2 separate regions of the Hordeum vulgare genome follow, and region 1 is linked to region 2. Evidence: chromatin contacts called from public Hi-C data. All regions are on one chromosome and are shown on one strand. The core of a region is the stretch at or near the end of the contact, and the rest is flanking DNA. Distances in the headings are between cores, read along the strand shown. Region 1 holds the start of LOC123410818 (AT-hook motif nuclear-localized protein 1-like). Region 2 holds the start of LOC123409754.

Evidence for each region. Hi-C and Micro-C count contacts between places; a contact is called where the count stands out from the background.
Region 1: a contact with region 2 is called in a Hi-C map of seedling, with 4 times the contacts expected there. The contact joins the promoter of LOC123410818 here to the promoter of LOC123409754 in region 2. A contact is called at or near these places in 4 of 6 Hi-C or Micro-C datasets (leaf and seedling) and 1 of 1 datasets of contacts at active chromatin or transcription factors (embryo).

What each region holds. Positions count from the first base shown.
Region 1 is chr7H:418,734,032-418,737,592 of MorexV3_pseudomolecules_assembly, reverse strand. LOC123410818 (AT-hook motif nuclear-localized protein 1-like) reads right to left here and starts at 1,752. Exons shown (of 5, transcript XM_045103759.1): 1 at 734-1,752. The coding sequence starts at 1,256.
Region 2 is chr7H:418,488,137-418,491,782 of MorexV3_pseudomolecules_assembly, reverse strand. LOC123409754 reads left to right here and starts at 2,271. Exons shown (of 7, transcript XM_045102617.1): 1 at 2,271-2,454.

The DNA of each region.
Region 1 (3,561 bases), core at 503-3,002, 250 kb before region 2:
TGCTACAAATTCATGATGCTTGACAAAAAAGTTTCACCCCAACCATCCCCAATTGAACTAGCAGACTCACAAACCGGTTGTCACGGGGCGGGCGTGAGAATTATACATAGCTGTTGCACGTTGCCATCACAGCAGAGACAGCGATGACTAGAGCTACCAAGGGAGGAGTACCTCCATCCTAACTGGAGGGATCTTGTTATGATCCATATTCTCATTTGGTTCCAGAATCAGTAGCCAGCAGCAGCAGCATCACCATGCCACCATGCCTCCCCCACGGAGGCAGAACCCCCACCACACAGACAAGAACAGAACAGCAAGAGGCCTTAAGGATTCAGTAAGGATATGCCTCCACCTGTCCCCTACTTGCTCCCCGAGCTTCGAATCTTGGATGACTGTGCATCTGATCATGGATAGAAGGGGGGCGAGGAGACAAGAAATATTCGGATAAGAGAGGGACAGGCACGGACAGTGTCATGACAAGGAACGAACTAACGAGTGACGCCCGACTTCTGCCATTTGCCCCTCTGCAGCAACCATCTATTATTATTATGTAGTACTAGTACTATCGTAATTTCTGAGATCTATTCTGCGGAAAGTTTAGTAAATAATCCAGTTTCAAATTTTTCAATGGAAGATTTGTGGATTGGGGCAAAAGATTAAAAGTGTTACGCCAGATTTTTCTGAACATTTTTTGGGGGTGGGGAAGAGAAGTGAGCAGGAGAAGGATACCAACCAATGGAGCTGAAGTGGAAACCGAACTGCTGCTGCTGCGGCTGCTGCAGCTGGTGGTGGTACGGCTTGGCCGCCGCGGCGGCGAAGTCGAGGGGCCGGCCCCTCCCGCGCTTCATGGCGGCTCCAACCGCGGCCGCAGGCGTGTACTGCCCGGCTGCGACGGCGGCCGACATCGGAGCCGACGCGGAGATCGGCGTGGCGTTCAACGGCTGGATCAGGCTCCCGTCCGGGCCGTACTTCCTCGGCCTCCCCCTCTTCTTCCCCACCTTGAGCAGCGGCCCCGCGGACAGAAACCCTCTTCCTGCGCCCGCCACCATCGCCGTCATCATACCCGGCGGCACAAACAGACCACTCGGGCTAACCATATCCACCGGCGACGGTGCGGGTGCATGTGAAGCTGCCGGAGGCGGCACAGACGTCGGCGACTGGAAGCTCACCGTAGCCTCCGGCACCACCGCTGCCGCCGCTACCGGTGCAGCCGCAGTCGGAATCGGAGAGCTCGCTTCCGCTGCCTTGGCCTCCATGCGCGCAGCACTGGAAACAGAAGTAGAACCACCTCCAACTAGGGCCTCCGACACGAGCTCTCGCCATTAGAGCTCCCACGCACTGACCCCATCCCGCACCACCTCCGGCTCCCTCCTTAAAACCCGCCCCCAAAAAATCCCCAGAAAAAAAACCCAAAAACACCGGGAAAAAGCCCGCAAAAATAAAGCAAAAAATTCGACAAATCCCAGGAGCAAAAACAAAACTGAGCTGCAGCCGTGAGGCGAGAGGAGGAAGAAACCGAGAGCGAGCGGGCGAGCCGTCGGAATGCAAAACAAAAGGGGAGGAGACGGAGGAAATAAAAAGGCAAAACTAAAAGCAAAAAAGGGGAAGGGGAGAGCGTGATACTCCTACAAAAAAAAAACGACTAAAAAAACGAAAAATAAACAAAATTATCGGGGCATTAAACTAGTAGCGCCGCGTCCGGGGCGATGATAATACTCCAGTCGAGTAATAAAGAATTCGGACGCGAAATTGTCGCTGTGCGTCCCACGGCGAGTTTTTAATGCGGGGTTCGAAAAATGCCGTTCGGGAGGGGAGGGGAGGGGCAGAACGGGGAGACGGAGATGTTGGGCCCGGCGCGTTTAAGCGGGTAAATTGCTGGGTTTCAGGCGTGAAGGCGCGATTAGGGCGCGGTTTGGGGGCGGATTTACGGGTGTGCCACTGTGGGCTCGTCGTCGGCGGCTGGCTTGTCGTCGCGTGCGGGGCTCCGGCGAGTCAAAGGGGACAGACTGTACAGTGGAGTGAAAGGGGAAGCTGAGCTCTACCGGTCCGTGTGGAAGCAGCTCTGGCTCTACCAGGGGCAGTAGTGTTTTTCAACGGCTAGTCTTGTCTGGAACGAAATGAAGAAACATCCATATACTCGACTTAGGCAAAAGTTTTCTCCCCAAGTAGTGCTATCTCGGGGAAATTCTGGGGAGCTGCTCTTCTCGGTACTCAGTAGAAGTAGCCCCTGATATTGTTTTGGCGCATATATATAAAATACTCCATCCGTTCCTAAATATAAGACCTTGTAGAGATTTCATTATAGACTACATACGGGATAAAATAAGTGAATCTACATTTTAAAATATGTCTATATACATTCGTATATATACCATAGTGCAATTTCTACAAGGTCTTATATTTAGGAACGGAGGGAGTATAAGGCTAGTTTGTTTGTCCTGTTTAGGCTTCTCGTGTGTATCCAGACTTGGGTTCCAAGCCACCGTTTGAGAATAAACGCCATACTATGTGTGCTAATAAGGGGTGATTGCATAAACATTCAGGTCACATCACCGCGTAACCTATAGCTGCATATTGCATATAAAAAACTGTTTGGTAGTTCACAAGTGAAGACATGTCCCGCTCTCGTCCAAAACCAAACACACACCAGACAGCCCGACCAAATTAATAATATTAATAATAACTTAAAATAAAAGAAAGCTTACGCACCCGCCAAACCCTCCACTAAGTAAAGTAACCGCCGTTAATCTATATATAGTGTCCAGCTCTATTTCTGACCAGAAAGGGATTAAACCTTTTTTTTTTTTTTGAGCGGAAGAAAGGGATTAAACATCACCAACAAGTAAAGAAAAGAGCAAATCGTAGGAAACCGGCGGCAGCAACAAATGGCTTTTCTTGCTCACCTCCTCTGTGTATACTAACTTGTCTTTTTTTTTCGTCCAGCGATACGCACATATGGGCGTGTAGTGTCTTCCCCCTGCTTCTGCTTTTGCCTTTGGTTCCTTTTCTTCGTCGTAACGTGTCGAAATAAAGCGGAACAAAACAGCGGCACTGCGCGCGCATGCATGCGGCATTCATGTGAGAACAGAGGCGAATGTGGATAGGCTTGAGATTAGGCTACAGAGCACCTGCGTGCGTCATGATCCAACGGGAAGCCGCCGTAAGAACTCTTCAGAGTACGTGGAGTACTTGGACCGTTGGAGTGCATCTTCATGCTGCGGTGGTCGGTGGTCAAAAGACGGATCATAAATCATTACAGCCTGCTCGGGCCTTTTTAACTGGCAGATTTAAATTAATTTATTCAGTTAATTTACAAGGCGACTATCTGGATCCGTACATGTTTGTTACTCATTTCTTTGAAAGTCAGGCAGCAGTTGATTACTGAATTCATCCAATGAAAGATGATAGCTCAGTATATCTATAATCAGTTTGGATGACGGCCCAATAATATGTTAGCTGTTTAGTCGTCTTGTTTTATTTTTACCGTTGTGGGATTTTTTAATATTTTTTCATTTGATTTCATTTTAGCTCGGATAGAGCTTTGTATTTGCACGAAGGTTG
Region 2 (3,646 bases), core at 1,022-3,521:
GGCTACGCCTTTAGGGACTTCCTAGGCAAATATGCAAAGGATTTCCCCGTGGCCTTGGAGCCTTGCGTTGGTGTTCCCTCGAAGGGGAAAGGGTGATGTAGCGCAGCGGTGGTAAGTATTTCCCTCAGTTTTGAGAACCAAGGTATCGATTCAGTGAAGGGGTATCACAAGTGCCTGCACAAACACAAAACTTGCTCCCAACGCTATGAAGGGGTTGTCAATCCCTTATAGATTGTTTGCCAAGTGAGAAATGAAAGCAACAAAGTAACAAAGCAAAGTAAAAGCGAAAGTGGAAACGATAGGTGTGAATAGACCCGGGGTCGTAGTGTTTACTAGTGGCTTCTCTCATGAAAGCAAATAGACGGTGGGTGAACGAATTACTACCGAGCAATTGATAGAACCGTGCAAAGTCATGACGTCATCTATGGCAATGATTATATCTATAGGCATCATGTCCAAAACAAGTAGACTGATACTTTCTGCATCTACTACTATTACTCCACACGTCGACCGCTATCCAGCATGCATCTAGTGTATTAAGTCCAAAAAAACAGAGTAACGCCTTAAGCAAGATGACATGATGTAGATGGACAATCTCATATCTACGACAAAGCCCACCTTGTTACCCTTGATGGCAACTACACGATGTGTGCCTTGCTGCCCCTACTGTCACTGGGAAAGGTCATCACACGGTAAGAACCCAAAACCAAGCACTTCTCCCATTGCAAGAATCATAGATCTAGTTGGCCAAACAAAACCCAAGACTCGGAGAGACTTACAAGGATATCAAATCATGCATATAAGAAATCAGCAAAGACGCAAATATATATCATAGATAATCTGATCACAAATCCACAATTCATCGGATCTCGACAAACACATCGCCAAAGAGGATTACATCGGATAGATCTCCATGAAGATCATGGAGAACTTTGTATTGAAGATCCAAGAGAGAGAAGAAGCCATCTAGCTACTAACTACGGACCCGTAGGTCTGAAGTGAACTACTCACGAGTCATTGGAGGGGCGATGATGATGATGAAGAAGCCCTCCAACTCCAAAGTCCCCTCCGACAGGGCACCGGGAAGGGTCTCCAGATGAGATCTCGCGGAAACAGAAGTTTGCGACGACGGAAAAGTATTTTTGCGGATCCCTTGATTTTTTTCTATATTTTAGGGAATATATAGGCGAAGGAGCTAGGTCGGGGGGGGGCGTCAGGGAGGCCACAAGCCTGCTGGCCGCCGCCCCCTGGTGGCGGATAGGGGGCTTGTGGGTCCCCTGTAGCCCTCCTGGCTTGGCCCTCAAGGCCCGTGATCTTCTTCCGTTCAGAAAAAAATCATTTCGGGGATTTTATTCCGTTTGGACTCCGTTCCAAAATCAGATCTGAAAAGAGCCAACAACATAGAAAAAACAGGAACTGACACTTGTCACTGAATTAACAAGTTAGTCCCAAAAAAGATATAAAAGGTACATAAAACATCCGAAGATGACAGGATAACAGCATGAAACCATAAAAAATTATAGATACGTTTGAGACGTATCATCGACGATGCTGGCCGGTTAGGTGGGTGTCATGGCGGGGCCGGCTACCAGTGACTCGTCGTGATCTATAACATGGGAAGAAGATAATGCTAGAGAGAGAGAGAGAGGAGAGCACAACTAGGAGTTGTTTCACGAGTGGAGACGTGTGTAGGCCCACAGGACACGTGTAGATCGTGCAAAGCGACGGGCAAAAATTGCAGATTCGTTGGGTGATGGTAATCATTTTCCTTTTCTTTGACAAATTTAAAAAATTCAAAAAAAATTGGAAGTTTTTTTTACAATAAACTTGACTTTCTTTTGCACTAGTATATATTTTTTCACAAATAGAAAACCAATGTTGACTTTAGGACAAAAGATCTAAAATTTATTTGCTCTTAGAGATAACTATTCACATTATTTTGAAGGTTTTTTGTCTTTTAAAAAAAGAAGTCACGAGATTTTTTTAGTGATTTTTTTTACCAGTACAATGAAAAGTCGAATTTATTTCAACAATATTTTCAGAATTTGTTACATTTTTATTAAGTTACTATTTTCTTTCCATATACCAAAAAAATTCCCCTCGTGCTTTTTCCTTCTTTCAACTTTTTATATGAAAAGGAACAATGATTTTTCCCGTCGGCTCGGTTACGCGTGCGTGAGTAAATAAGATGGGCCGAGATAATGCATGGGCTAACGCATCTCGAGCATACTACTTTACGTAAAATGAGACCCTTAACCCGGCCCTGGCCCGCGTCTAGAGACTTCTCGAGCCTCGACGACTGAGACACGACACGCAGCTCGCTCGCCCAAGGGCAACTCATCACCAGCTTCTCTCCCCCCAAATTCTCAAATCGCGAGCTCGGAACACCTGCATCCTACTCGCATCGGGGTCGCGATTCGCCCGCCGCCCTAGCCTCCTCGTCGGGAACTTCAGGTTCGGTTGGTTCCGCCCCAAATCCGTACATGTGACTTCCGATCCTCGCCACTGAATTTTCGAGGTTCATTCGTATTTTTTCGCGGCGATTTCATCTCGTTTTGGACTAGTTGTTCTGTTGTTCCGGTAGTTGATAACCATCCGTCCCTTGATTCTATTCTTGCCCGGGGCCGTCTCCGGCGGGAACCAGGGCATTTCCCGGCGATTTTTGGGTGTTTTGCGTGCATTTTTTTGGTACGTGCGTGACAAAAATCCGAGCTAGGGTTTGTGTTAGGGATGCACGGCAGTTTGACCCGGTAATATAAAACTCGCTTTTAGTGTTATTTCGTGGTGAATAGATGCTGCTGCTGTGATCTAGTTTGTCCGTCGTGGCATTCATAATATGTAGGCATGCATACGACAAGAACATAGAAATGTACAGCCCATTGCACCACAACAGTGCTACTGAACTGAGCAATAAGTATTCAGTCTCTCAGCCATTCCAGTGGGATTTGGTTGGATGACCATTGCAATTCTGCATGTGTACCTGGTGTTAGAATGAAACATATTGGATTGATATATCTTCGACCGGATGCTTCTGTTTTGTTATTCCTTAGCAACATACTGTAGCGATGTTAGCATCTTGATCACACTTTCATGCCATTTTTTATCCTGTCAGAGATGCTTGCGAAGTAGGGCCCTGGTGTGTAAATTTCTTAATTTTACTTCTTGTTATGTTTGATAGATTAGATTGCTGTTTGTGTATGCTTTGTTCTAACTTCGATGTATGGATCTGGATTCCTGGATTTGAGTACTGAGTACAACCTTTTGGCTAAGAATTCATACATCATGTTTGGATCTGGATTCCTGTTTTCTAAGGGTTTTTTATAATTTATGCCACTAGTTGTGTCCCACTACCCACTTTTGCCATTTGAAGTTATAACTGCTTGAAAATGGCATCATTCTGTGAGATGCTTGCTCAAAATGCCATTAGATACCTAAAAAATGCCATTGCTCCATTGGATGTTTGCTCGAAAATGCCATTAGACAACCTTATTGTCAGGTCAAACCCGTTGACCATGTTATATGACAAAATTACCCCTAGGCCGACATGTCTGATCTCTATATCTGACAATGATAAGTGTGGGCCCCACTTGTCAGGAGTAAGCAACTGAATAATTTTAGATGAAAATAAAAACGTTGTCGGATTAAG